Regions from separate parts of the Mus musculus genome. Here region 2 is linked to region 1. A link is a contact called in public Hi-C data. All regions are on one chromosome and are shown on one strand. Each heading gives the region's core, a stretch centred on a gene start, on an enhancer-like site or on the middle of the called end of the contact. The rest is flanking DNA. Distances are from core to core; before and after follow the strand shown. Region 1 has its middle 140 kb from the start of Gm23529. Region 2 overlaps Hdac9 (histone deacetylase 9).

Region 1 (6,243 bases), core at 864-3,363:
CCAGTTTCATCTCAGTTGTTGAAAATGTCAAAAAGAATTTTTTTTCAAGTTGACTAACATTGCATCATCCCAAAATAGCACATTTCCTTAATCCATTCCATCTGCTGAGGGATCCTTGGATTGGCTCCATATCTTGGCTTATGTGGATAGTTCTGTAGTGAACAGGGATTAGGATGCAGATATCTTTTCAACATACTGATTTCAATTTCCTTGAGGAGCTAGCAGTAAGCAAGATTTCTGGTCGTATGGTAGTTCGGTTACGAGTTCCAGGAGGAACACAGTATGGTCTTCCATAATGGATATTCTAATTTACATTTCTCTCAACGCCACACAAAGACTCCCCTTTCTCCATGTCTTCATTAACACCCATCTAGTGTTCAGATCCTAGATGGCTTAGCAGGCAGGGGTAACCCCTCAGTGTGGTTTTGATCTTCATTTCCTTGATGATTAATGACATGGAGCAGGCTTCATGCATTCGCTAATTTGTTTCTCCTCCTTGGAAGAATGAGAGTCTTTTGTCATTTTAAAAACCAGGCTGTTTGTTTATCACATTACTGAGTTGGGTGAATTTCTGAAATATTTTGGCTTTGAATTTTTTGTCACATACATGGTATATAGGGAATTTTTTCTAGTCCATAGATTGTCTCTTCTGATTTCTAAGCTTTATCATGCAGATTCTTAGATCACTTCAAGCCGTTGGCAGAAACAGCCTATTCTTGTAGCAAAGTGGAGCACTTTTCACAAGTTTGTATTGCAGAGAGGGATTCTAATTAAAAAAAAAAAAAAACCCTCTGTGGCTGCATGTGGACTTTTTAGGATAAAATAGGTTCCTGGAGGACTTAGCTACATCTGTGTTGACCTTGGTAATTGAATCCTTGCTGCTGAGTAATACCCAATGCCCCACGGTGTTGCACTAATTCAGGATCTGCTCAATTAAAAGGACTTTCTTTAATTCCCCGAATAAGCACTTGCAGAATCATGGAGGAGAAACCTAGAAAGTGATGAGATTGATGTGTGGCTGACCCCTCAAAATCCAGCAAAAACATTCAAGTCACCTGCTCTCTGCACTCTTTTACTTTTTTCAGACTGAGGAAGAACAAGGTGTCCAGAAATCTGAGAGACTTTTCCAAAGACCTCTGAAGCTGTGATCGCTAAGGAAGGGGGATGCGTTATTAAAAAACCACAACCGAAGCAATGATTTTTTTTTCCCCTATTCAGAAACAGTACTGAGTTTGCCAGCAGCTAGGCGGGACAGCTTTTTAGGCAAGGCCAGGACTCTCTAAGAACAATCTTTGTTTCTAAACAGAAAGGATTTTGTCTTCTCGAGGCAGGAAACCCAATGCAGAGCTTATGCAGAGATATATTTTCCACCATGTGGCCTGGACAATAAACACGGGTCTTTTGATCTGTGTAGCAATACTGGTGGAGCTGGAGTTCTGAGAGCAGAGAAATGGGAAACAAATCTGCCAGAGGTGAGTCTGTGCCCTGGGGTTCTTTTGCATGGCTAAAGTTCACCAAGGAAAGCCAGGGAGATTTCAAATAAACATGTCTAAAGGGGTCGTAAAAATCTCAACCAGCCTGATAGCTTAAATCCCTAATGTCAAAACACAGAAACGCATGGCCAGCGTCACATGAAACTTCTTTGCCCTCAGGTTTATAAATTAAATCTGCTTCAGACTCCTATTTTTTACAAGGATACGGGTCTAAGTGCCCCTCCTCCCCGCCAGCATCTTCTTCCTGCTCAGAATAACAGCTGATTTATCTTCCTCTTAATGCAGGGGGAGTCATTTTGTGACAAAACAACAAAAGAGAGATACTAACGGCGAATCATTTCTAATTTTCATTAGGTCATAGCTATGTGCCGTTGTCACAATACCCGCCATGGCCTTTCAACCCGCTGCTTTAAAAATCTTATCCTAAAAAAATCTCTACAATCCATTATTGTACGCGCTGCCTTCATTTTCACATCAAAATGCCACGGGGAACAGGGCCGGCTTGAGCTGTGTTGAAACAGAACACGTTATTAGGAAACGTGAGTGGGCTGAAGTGGGGCTCCCCGTGGAGCTGGCTTGGCAGAGTTCGAGTGCCCGGCTCAACCTAATATTAGAATTGAGTCATCAGTTTACCCACACAGCAGGGCCTGCACTTTGTACGGCTCCTTCTGAGCACCTCCGCTCCTGACCAAAGCGTCCAGTTTAGGGTCTATAATTAATAACGGAGCGAAAGGAATCCCTCATTTATTTTGAGAAGCGTTTCATTATTCATAAATTCCTCAGTTACTGTTTGATAAATAATAAGACACAAATAAACTCTACCCTATAGAAAGGTGGGTTGTGTGTTCAGTGTGATTTATCTCCAGGAGTGGCCAGAGGCATTCAGGGGAAAAAAAAAAGTAAGCTTGCTCTTTTTCATCCAATAAGAGAAATGTGACTGTCAGAACTTTCATGGGCTACTGCCCCTGCGTTAAAAGGTTGTTTCAAAGATAAAATTCAGTAACTGTTGTGCATCCATATAGAGTACGTTTGACTCATTGTGACCTTTTAATGGTGCAGATTTTATTAAACATCAGGGTCAAAATACGCTAAAGATTCCTTCCTTGCTTTAAGCACTAACAGACAAGTGCAATTTATTTTTATTTTAGTTCACACACTAAATCTAAGAGATACAGGCACCATTTTAAAAGGAAACTCAAAACCAGTAAATAAGATTTTCATTACAGCTTCAGAATGCCCTGGGGATACAACATCAAACAGTCGGGTCCATACTAGAGCACTCTTCTCAAGAGGATATAGCTCCTTATTTAATAATGGGGGTGAGGGTGAGAGAGGGGGCGGTTCAGCAGTTAAAAGCATGCGCTGACTATTCTTGCAGAGGAACTGAGTTCAGCTCCAGGAACACCGAACAGCTTCCAGCCACCTATAACTCCAGCTGCAGGAATCCACAGACTCTGGCCTCTTCTGTCACCTGTGCTCACTGGTGCACACTTACTCGCATAGATAACTTGCACTTTCTATTATTCTTTGTTTTGTTTTTGTTTTTCCTAATTTTATATTACTTTGTTTTTTTCTAAACAATTAACCATCAAATAATTTTCAGTTTACAATTAATTTCCTGTTTTATTTTTCTTACTGCTCTCAGCTACTCTAGTGTTTCTGTTTGTTGTACTCTCTGAATTGTTTTACCTTTTTTTTTTTTTAATTTAGATGCATGCTTAATTTTCACCTATTTGTTCCCCCCTTAGAAGGATTGAGAGTAAGAACTGCGACAGAAGGCTTTCCAATAGTTTTTATTCCTCGGATACAGCACGTACTAATTTCCTGTGAACTCTGGCACGCTCCTCAACTTATTTTCTGTTTTTCAGTGAAACTGCAAGGGAGTGACTTTTTTTTTTTTTTTTTTTTTTTTTTTTTTTTGGTTTTTCGAGACAGGGTTTCTCTGTATAGCCCTGGCTGTCCTAGAACAGAACTCACTTTGTAGATCAGGCTGGCCTCGAACTCAGAAATCTGCTTGCCTCTGCCTCCCGATTGCTGGGATTAAAGGCATGTGCCACCACACCCAGCCGAGAGTGACTTTTAAAACCACTCTGAAATCACCGAGGGCAGCCTGCTTCCCACAGTTCCACTTTACTCATTTAATGTAAATGAAATGGGGCTCCAAATGCAACCTTCTTAGAATTTGCTATTTCAGGTTTCCAATCTTCTTCACGTTGTCCTTGTGCATTCCTTATTCAAATTTTATTGTAGATTTTTATTCGCTTATCGCTTTTAATTGCATCTTCTTTGCATCGAGTGTTTAGTCGGGTTTGAATATTGACATTTCAATACCTTTTACAGGTTTTGATGTATTGTTTATGATCCTAAATATAATAAAAACGATTCTCCACGAGTAGAAACAAGGATACACACTAATACAGAGAATATATAGGTGACATAGAATATATGCATATATACAACTTAATGCATGTTATATGTAATAGATAACATATCTAATATTATAGATAGTTATAATTTACTCATAGCAATACTCATCAGGGTTTCTTATAAAAAAAAAAACAAAAAAGCAAAAACCCAAGGGTCCTAAACTTAAACATTTTTGTGTTGGATGTCCCTCTCTGTTTTTACTTAAGCTCCTGTTAAAACTAGGGCTGCTTGAATACTGAATGGACGAAACTCTCCTTACCTGTGCCTGGCACATAGGAAGTGGCAAGTACTGCTGAGTAATTCTCTCTTTTGTTTCCAGCACAACTAACCTTTCAACATCCCAAACACCAGAGTTTTAACTCTGCTGAGCTGACATCGACTCTATACTAAATGATTCACCCAAGTCTGTTTATTCTGAAGCTTTATAAGACTTAAATTTCAGTGACATGGAACTTTTAAAATCCTATAATCATTGTAAAATATTTCCTCTTAAACATTTCATTCTGATATTGAAAAGAGGCAGAAATGACCTAAAAATTTCTAAATGTTAATGAACTATTAGGTATATTGAGAGCTTATATTTGAAATAGTTTCAAGTGAGACACTCAGTGGACAACACTCACTTATTTTGGTGAAGGAAGAATAGGAAGTATGAGACAGATTACTGTACCTATGTAGTTTCAGTTTTTAAAAATATGGGTAGTTTGCTAACATCATAAGGTCAGTATTATTCTTGTTAAAAGTTCTCTAGTTTAACTCACATTGAAACTTAAAGGTTAGAGGTCAGCTTCTGGGTGGATTTCTGACCTCAGGTGGCAGTCACTTTCTGAAAACACCACAGTGTTCTGTGGAGTGTCTGGAGAGCCTGTGATACAGGTCTTGGAAGCTAAGTGCTCCTGCAGTGAGCTGACTTTTAGTAGCCTTCACAGGGTTCCTTTAGGACTTGTCCATTACCTTGCATGCAGAGAATATCAAAAGCCTTGCTGGAAAATGTTTGTTAATTTTGACCGTATTTATAGCCACATATTACTTAGCTTCGAGTTTACTTTTCCTTTAACCAGGCTAAAAGCTAGATGCTGACGATAGTAATTCATATTCTCTCCCTCTCCCTCTCCCTCTCCCTCTCCCTCTCCCTCTCCCTCTCTCTCTCTCTCTCTCTCTCTCTCTCTCTCTCTCCTCTCAACCATTTTACCTTTGTAAGTCAGGGAAGAACAAGAATTTCATTTAATCCATTCTAAACTAAAAAATGCATGGAACTATAGCAGACTTACAGATACATATACTTATCTCAAGAATATATGACTTAATATATTTTTATAAACTGCACACACTAAAATCCACACCAACAGCATACATCTCACACATGTTCTAGGGTCTAAAGCCCTTGTGTGTCCAGTTCTATCACATTATTCATACAGCATGGACATATTAGATGGCTTTATTTTTTAACCTCTTGCATGGATGGAATCGTACTGTGTGTATGCTTCAAACGCCTGCCTCTCAGATGGCGTTCTTGTAAGTTGTGTGTGTGTGTGTGTTTGTGTGTGTGTGTATTGTCATTGTTCCACATCCCAGTAGTATTTCATATGGCCAACTTTTAAGATAAATAGTATTATTTTATTAGGCATTTTATGTGATTTCCAATTTTTTATTTGCACTATGTAGAATTATGGAATTATATGATAGCTTTTTGATCTTGAACATTATATATATATATCTTTATATAGGAGTAGGGAGGAAGAGTAATGATAATAAACAAATGAACAAATTTATCATGTCTATCTTTATACCAATAGCTGATATTTTTATACCTTTTGAATAGTCATTTTCTTATTTCTTATACCAACATTTGACCAAAAATTAACAGCCTTTCAGAATGTAAACACTTAACCATTTAGTTATATAAGAAAGTACCTCTACACAGGTATTGACATGCGTAATGTACTTATAACTAACATCATACTCAATAATGAAAAACTAAAAGCTTTTCCTCTGAGACCAAGAATAAGGTAACACACATACCTCTGTCATAAAAATTTAACACAGAACTAAAAGTTCTAATCAAATCAGACAAGAAATGAAATAGGAGACTTCTGGGTTCTATTGTGAAGACATGACACATTTGAATACAGGGTATACAGAAATCAGTCTGGAATTGTATATTACTTACTCTGCCAGTCTGCCAGGCGAAGAATAGTCTTCTGGATATGACTTGGCAATTACAATCATGAACACACACCATAGCTGTGGCTCCTTGCACAAGCCCCAGACATTAAAAAAAAAAAAAAAAAAGACATGAAAGTAGGAACAGTCTAGATATGAA
Region 2 (6,961 bases), core at 3,107-5,606, 480 kb after region 1:
CACTTTTTGCAGATGATATGATAGTATATATAAGTGACCCTAAAAATTCCAACAGAGAACTCCTAAACCTGATAAACAGCTTCAGTGAAGTAGCTGGATATAAAATTAACTCAAACAAGTCAATGGCCTTTCTCTACACAAAGAATAAACAGGCTGAGAAAGAAATTAGGGAAACAACACCCTTCTCAATAGCCACAAATAATATAAAATATCTCGGTGTGACTCTAACGAAGGAAGTGAAAGATCTGTATGATAAAAACTTCAAGTCCCTGAAGAAAGAAATTAAAGAAGATCTCAGAAGATGGAAAGATCTCCCATGCTCATGGATTGGCAGGACCAACATTGTAAAAATGGCTATCTTGCCAAAAGCAATCTACAGATTCAATGCAATCCCCATTAAAATTCCAACTCAATTCTTCAACGAATTAGAAGGAGCAATTTGCAAATTCATCTGGAATAACAAAAAACCGAGGATAGCAAAAACTCTTCTCAAGGATAAAAGAACCTCTGGTGGAATCACCATGCCTGACCTAAAGCTTTACTACAGAGCAATTGTGATAAAAACTGCATGGTACTGGTATAGAGACAGACAAGTGGACCAATGGAATAGAATTGAAGACCCAGAAATGAACCCACACACCTATGGTCACTTGATCTTCGACAAGGGAGCCAAAACCATCCAGTGGAAGAAAGACAGCATTTTCAACAATTGGTGCTGGCACAACTGGTTGTTATCATGTAGAAGAATGCGAATCGATCCATACTTATCTCCTTGTACTAAGGTCAAATCTAAGTGGATCAAGGAACTTCACATAAAACCAGAGACACTGAAACTTATAGAGGAGAAAGTGGGGAAAAGCCTTGAAGATATGGGCACAGGGGAAAAATTCCTGAACAGAACAGCAATGGCTTGTGCTGTAAGATCGAGAATTGACAAATGGGACCTAATGAAACTCCAAAGTTTCTGCAAGGCAAAAGACACTGTCTATAAGACAAAAAGACCACCAACAGACTGGGAAAGGATCTTTACCTATCCTAAATCAGATAGGGGACTAATATCCAACATATATAAAGAACTCAAGAAGGTGGACCTCAGAAAATCAAATAACCCCCTTAAAAAATGGGGCTCAGAACTGAACAAAGAATTCTCACCTGAGGAATACCGAATGGCAGAGAAGCACCTGAAAAAATGTTCAACATCCTTAATCATCAGGGAAATGCAAATCAAAACAACCCTGAGATTCCACCTCACACCAGTGAGAATGGCTAAGATCAAAAATTCAGGTGACAGCAGATGCTGGCGAGGATGTGGAGAAAGAGGAACACTCCTCCATTGTTGGTGGGATTGCAGGCTTGTACAACCACTCTGGAAATCAGTCTGGCGGTTCCTCAGAAAATTGGACATAGTACTACCGGAGGATCCAGCAATACCCCTCCTGGGCATATATCCAGAAGAAGCCCCAACTGGTAAGAAGGACACATGCTCCACTATGTTCATAGCAGCCTTATTTATAATAGCCAGAAACTGGAAAGAACCCAGATGCCCCTCAACAGAGGAATGGATACAGAAAATGTGGTACATCTACACAATGGAGTACTACTCAGCTATTAAAAAGAATGAATTTATGAAATTCCTAGCCAAATGGATGGACCTGGAGAGCATCATCCTGAGTGAGGTAACACAATCACAAAGGAACTCACACAATATGTACTCACTGATAAGTGGATACTAGCCCAAAACCTAGGATACCCACGATATAAGATACAATTTCCTAAACACATGAAACTCAAGAAAAATGAAGACTGAAGTGTGGACACTAGGCCCCTCCTTAGAAGTGGGAACAAAACACCCATGGAAGGAGTTACAGAAACAAAGTATGGAGCTGAGATGAAAGGATGGACCAGGTAGAGACTGCCATATCCAGGGATCCACCCCATAATCAGCTTCCAAATGCTGACACCATTGCATACACTAGCAAGATTTTACTGAAAGGACCCAGACGTAGCTGTCTCTTGTGAGACTATGCCGGGGCCTAGCAAACACAGAAGTGGATGCTCACAGTCAGCTAATGGATGGATCACAGGGCTCCCAATGGAGGAGCTAGAGAAAGTACCCAAGGAGCTAAAGGGATCTTCAACCCTATAGGTGGAACAACATTATGAACTAACCAGTACCCCTGAGCTCTTGACTCTAGCTGCATATGTATCAAAAGATGGCCTAGTCGGCCATCACTGGAAAGAGAGGCCCATTGGACACGCAGACTTTGTGTGCCCCGGTACAGGGGAACGCCAGGGCCAAAGGGGGGGAGTGGGTGGGTAGGGGAGTGGGGGTGGGTGGGTAAGGGGGACTTTTGGTATAGCATTGGAAATGTAAATGAGCTAAATCCCTAATAAAAAATGGAAAAAAAAAAAAAAAAAAAACAAAAAAAAAAAAAAAAAAAAAAAAAAAAAAAAAAAAAAAAAAAAAGAATGGATAAAGAAAATGTGGTACATTTATATAATCAAGTATTACTCAGCTGTTAAAATGATGACATCAGGAAATCTGTAGGCAAATGGACAAAACTAGAAAAGATCCTTATGAGTGAGGTGACCCAGACCCAGAAAGACAAACATGGTATGTACTCACTTATAAGAGAAAATTAGCTGTAAGGTAAATGATAATCATGCTACAATCCACAGATCTAGAGAGGCTAAGTAACAAGGACTTTTCAAGTTGGCATGGCATGAATCTCCCTGGGAAGTGGAAATAATAGATTTTGGGGGGCACATAGGGGGTTGATAGGGATGGGACAAGAGTGATCCAGTGGGGGGCTTGGGGGAAGGAGGAGGGAGAGTACTTGAAGAGACAACAGGATTTGGAGCAGTGAAGTGCAGTGGAAACTCCCCAGAACCTACAAAAGTGACCTAGCAAGGCATCGTAGTGCTGTGAGATACAGAGCATTAGCTGACTATCTTCTACAACCAGGCAAGGCTCCCAGAAGTGGGACTGGGACACCAACCCAGCCACAAAAGCTTCAACCTACAAACTGTCCTGCCAGCAAGGTGTCCTGGGGTTATGTTGGCACAGAACTTGTGGCCAACCAATGACTGGTCCAACTTCAGGTCCACACCATGAGAAGTATCCTACTCCTTATACTGCCTCAGATGGCTCAGAGAGCCAGGAGAGAAAGAAACATGGCTGCCAAAAAAAAAAAAAAAAAGTCAATGAAATGATTTCCAATGATATTCAGTATACTTAAAGATCAGTGCCTAGCTCAATTGTCATCAGAGGGGAATCATGCAGCAACTGATGGGAACAGATGCAGAGACCCACAGCCAAACACTATGTAGAGCTCTGGGAACCAACCCTGCTGCCCCCCTCACTCCCCCCCCCCCCCCGAAGAGGGAGGAGGGTGTACTATCAAAGCTAGAGGGGCTAAAGACTTCAGGAGAACAAGACCCACAGAATCAACTAAGCAGGAATCATATGGACTTAATAAAGAGCCAGAAGCAACAAACATGGACCCTGTATGGGTCTGATCTAGGTTCTTGGCACATATTTTATGGTTGTGCGGTTTGGTGTTCTTGCGGGAGTCCTAACAGTGGAAGTTGGGGGTATCAGTATCTGTGACTCATTTGCCTGTGACCCTTTTCTTCCTACTGGGTGTCCTTGACCAGCCTTGGTATGAGTGAGTGTTTATGCCTAGTTTCATTGTAACCTGTTATGCTGTATTCAGTGATATGGATGATATCCCTGGGAGGCCTGATTTTTTTTTTTTTTTTTTTTTTTTAAGAGAAATGAGTAGATTTGGAGGAGAAAGGAGGTGGGGCGAGATACTGGGAGGAATGGAGGAAGGGGAAATGGCAGTCAGGATATAACATATGAGAGGAAAATAGAAAGATCCACTTAGTGCTCTCTCTCTCTCTGTATGTGCAGGGGCTGTAGAAACTACCTCAGAGTATGGATAGCTTTTAGTTAAATCATTTAAAAGCACAGAATAAAGAGGGGATATTAAAAGATATACGAGAGAAAGACCACTTAAAAGTCACTTTTAAAGGCAGTCCTAACAGATCAAGACTTGGTTATTTGACAGAAACATTTAAAACCAGCAAAGCCCTGAAAAGATGTAGCAAGTTCTCAAAGAGCACACATGTCAAGCCACAACATCCCTCCCAGAAAAGCTATCAAACTGAAGGAGAAATAAAATCTAAGTTTTTCAAGTCAGATAATGATGATACAAAGGCTTGAAACTACCTCTTTCATGAGAAAGATAATCAAATGTGGAAAATTAAATGATTTTTCACTGGCACAACAGACTAAATTCAGATAATTGAACATGACTCGCAGCAGCTCAGGCTTTCATGTGAACATCTAGCTTTCACTTTTTGTTTCCAGCTGAAAAAGGAAAATGACTGGGCCAAGAATTTTGGAGTGCCAACATGCTTCTAACACTTAATAGCTGGTCATCCTGAAGTCACTAGGGGCAGACCGACCTTTCCTCTAGGATAAAGTTGAAGGCTGCTTCTAACGTTCTTAAAGTCAAAGCATCAAAACCCAAACAGCTACCAAAGCATAGCACAGATCTTTCAGGCATGTCGTCTTGGCAAACAAGAGAGCTAACACTCAGCACAACCTGCCTCAATCAAGCCGAGCCTTTTATTTTTTTCTTTGACTCCCTCTCATGCACAGGATCTGAGCCTTGTTTTCCACTCTCTACTGACCCGCCCATCATTCCCTTCCCATTTAAGTCCTTGGCCACCTAAAAAGGACACATGACAGCTGTGTATCTGGGAACTATTCCTCGCATGAGCTCCCACTGGCCAGTTTCCCCTAATACTATATTTTTCAAGGCCCATAAGTGTGGTCGTAAAGATGAAATGGGTCACCCCACCCCCATTCAAGAAAATGAACAGAAAATACTTAAAATGGTTCTTAGCCAGGAGCATTTTATCCCTTATTCACTAGTGGTAAATGAGTCAGATATGAGTTGGCCAAGAAAAGGGCCGCCTTACCCAGAATCTGAGTTTGAAATGAGTCATCTCACTCCAAACACCAATATATCGTCCAAAATAACTGGCAAGAATTTCCTATAAAAAGAATTTGCCTTTGCTCTTTTCCATCCATTTAATTCTGATTTTTTTTCTAATTTTTCAATTTCCTGTGTGATCACAATATTGCATTCACAACAAAAGCCCAGGGGCATTTCCTTTATCTTTGCCTGCTGAGCAGGAAGACAATTCTGATAGCAATCCTTGGTCAATCACTCCATCCCCCATCCCACCCCCATCTCTCCATCATCTCTTCCATGAGGGTCATACACAAATTAACTGAAACACACGATCTGGTTCTAGGAGATTTCTTTTCCTGCTCCTTTGTTGAATGAAATACAAAAACATAGAAAATAGTTCAAGTCAAACCATTTTCCCCCTCACAGGAAAAAAAAATTTCACAATTGGTATACTCTGTCTCAAAAGAATAAACAAACATGAAACTGGGCTTCCCCTCTGCCTTCCTGCTCATCAGGACACTGGTACTCCCTGTATGCCATCAGTGGAAGATTAGAGTCACTGTGGACCAAAGCTTGGTTCATTCTTATAGATTATCAGAGCCAAGCACGTGCTTTACCACAGGATAAGCAAATATGCTTGTAGAGGCAACTCCTGCCAATGTGCCAAGGTTTTTATATTGCTTGGGGTTCACAACATCTCATATTATTGTTAATTATTCCAAGCTCTGCAATTTCATGGGCTGAACTACTTATAATTCACTTCACCCAGGGTGGAATTCACCTCATTTTTCTGTATTAAATGGCTTCTAAAGAATAGCTTCGCTCTTTTATAACCAACACTAACAGATGTTAGTTTCCTCAGTTTTATGGCCCTCAGATGACAGACAACTAACTGGTTTTGGCCTTGGGAATAATTGCAACACCTTTGGATTATGAACTTGGTTCAGTTCTTAGCTGGAAACAGCAGGGAGCTAGTTCATAATATCAAAAATGTAAAATACGTTTTCCCTTTCTCCAGATACTGCAAGAGAATGCCTTCTAATTCAGCAATACATCAATGCTCCCCACACTGAGAGTCTTCTCCTAAAGTGCTTATAGCACGAGAAAACACAGACATACAAGTGAAATCTCTTATTCAACTTATCAACTCTTTGGGCCCAAACAAGATGTTAAATCCATTATACTTAGAGTACCCAGTGACTGTAAGGAATCCAGACTGTTCACACTGGTGCATTTGGGGAGTGACAGGCTCCATGTAATTAGCAGTGCTGTTAACTGGTAGAAGGAGTTGGAGTTCCTTCTCAGAAGCAACTTAAATGTGAGTGTGAGCCTCAGAGTCTCTTCTGTGTCTTGCCTGACACATGTCCTGAGAAAGGATGTCACCTTGCAATCAGCTGTGGAAAACATCAGTATGGCTTATCACACGCAGTACACCGGGCAACTTACATTGTAAGGAACTATTGAGTTAGGTGTGGTCGCCATGATGAGAGAATGGGTAGGAAAATATTACCAACTCACCATGATGTCTTTAAAAGTAAACAAGTAAGCTCTACATGACCCTCAATCTATGTACATAGGAAAAGAAATTAAGAACATTGTCCTCTTACAGAATAAAACCAGGCTCAGTTCTCCTTCATTAACATCCCCGTCTCCTTGACAAACATCTTCCACCTCTATCCTTATGGACCTCAAGGAGACTCACATATGTATAAAATGGCTGGCCCTTGACTAACATCACACACAGCCTCTGCCTTCCTGTGTTCCCTTTGTTATAGCAGAAATTTCAAATGCTGAGAGAAAGAAAGGGAACATCTGGGAAAACAGAGATAAGGAGGAGGAGTTAGGTCCCCAGGCAGCTCTTTCCACAGCGGTCTGCACTAAATTATCCAACAAGGAGTGATATTTCTCACTCTCGATCTCAGCGCCTTTCTCTGGGAACCACGTCTGGGGAACCACGTCCTCCAGGTTTGTTT

The links. A called contact is a pair of places that touch in the nucleus more often than the background predicts.
Region 2: a contact with region 1 is called in a Hi-C map of uterus, with 5 times the contacts expected there. The contact joins two enhancer-like sites. A contact is called at or near these places in 2 of 484 Hi-C or Micro-C datasets (both in uterus).

The regions. Positions count from the first base shown.
Region 1 is chr12:33,591,103-33,597,345 of GRCm38.p6, forward strand. No RefSeq gene overlaps it. Among named protein-coding and RNA genes, the nearest start is that of Gm23529, 140 kb to the left of the region's middle. Within about 2 kb of position 2,114, at least 24 of the 459 cell types and tissues checked have an H3K27ac peak or open chromatin away from gene starts, as enhancers often do. A contact at or near this core is called in uterus, where this site is marked.
Region 2 is chr12:34,071,350-34,078,310 of GRCm38.p6, forward strand. The region is part of intron 27 of Hdac9 (histone deacetylase 9); the gene reads right to left. Among named protein-coding and RNA genes, the nearest start is that of Gm40384, 12 kb to the right of the region's middle. Within about 2 kb of position 4,357, at least 77 of the 459 cell types and tissues checked have an H3K27ac peak or open chromatin away from gene starts, as enhancers often do. A contact at or near this core is called in uterus, where this site is marked.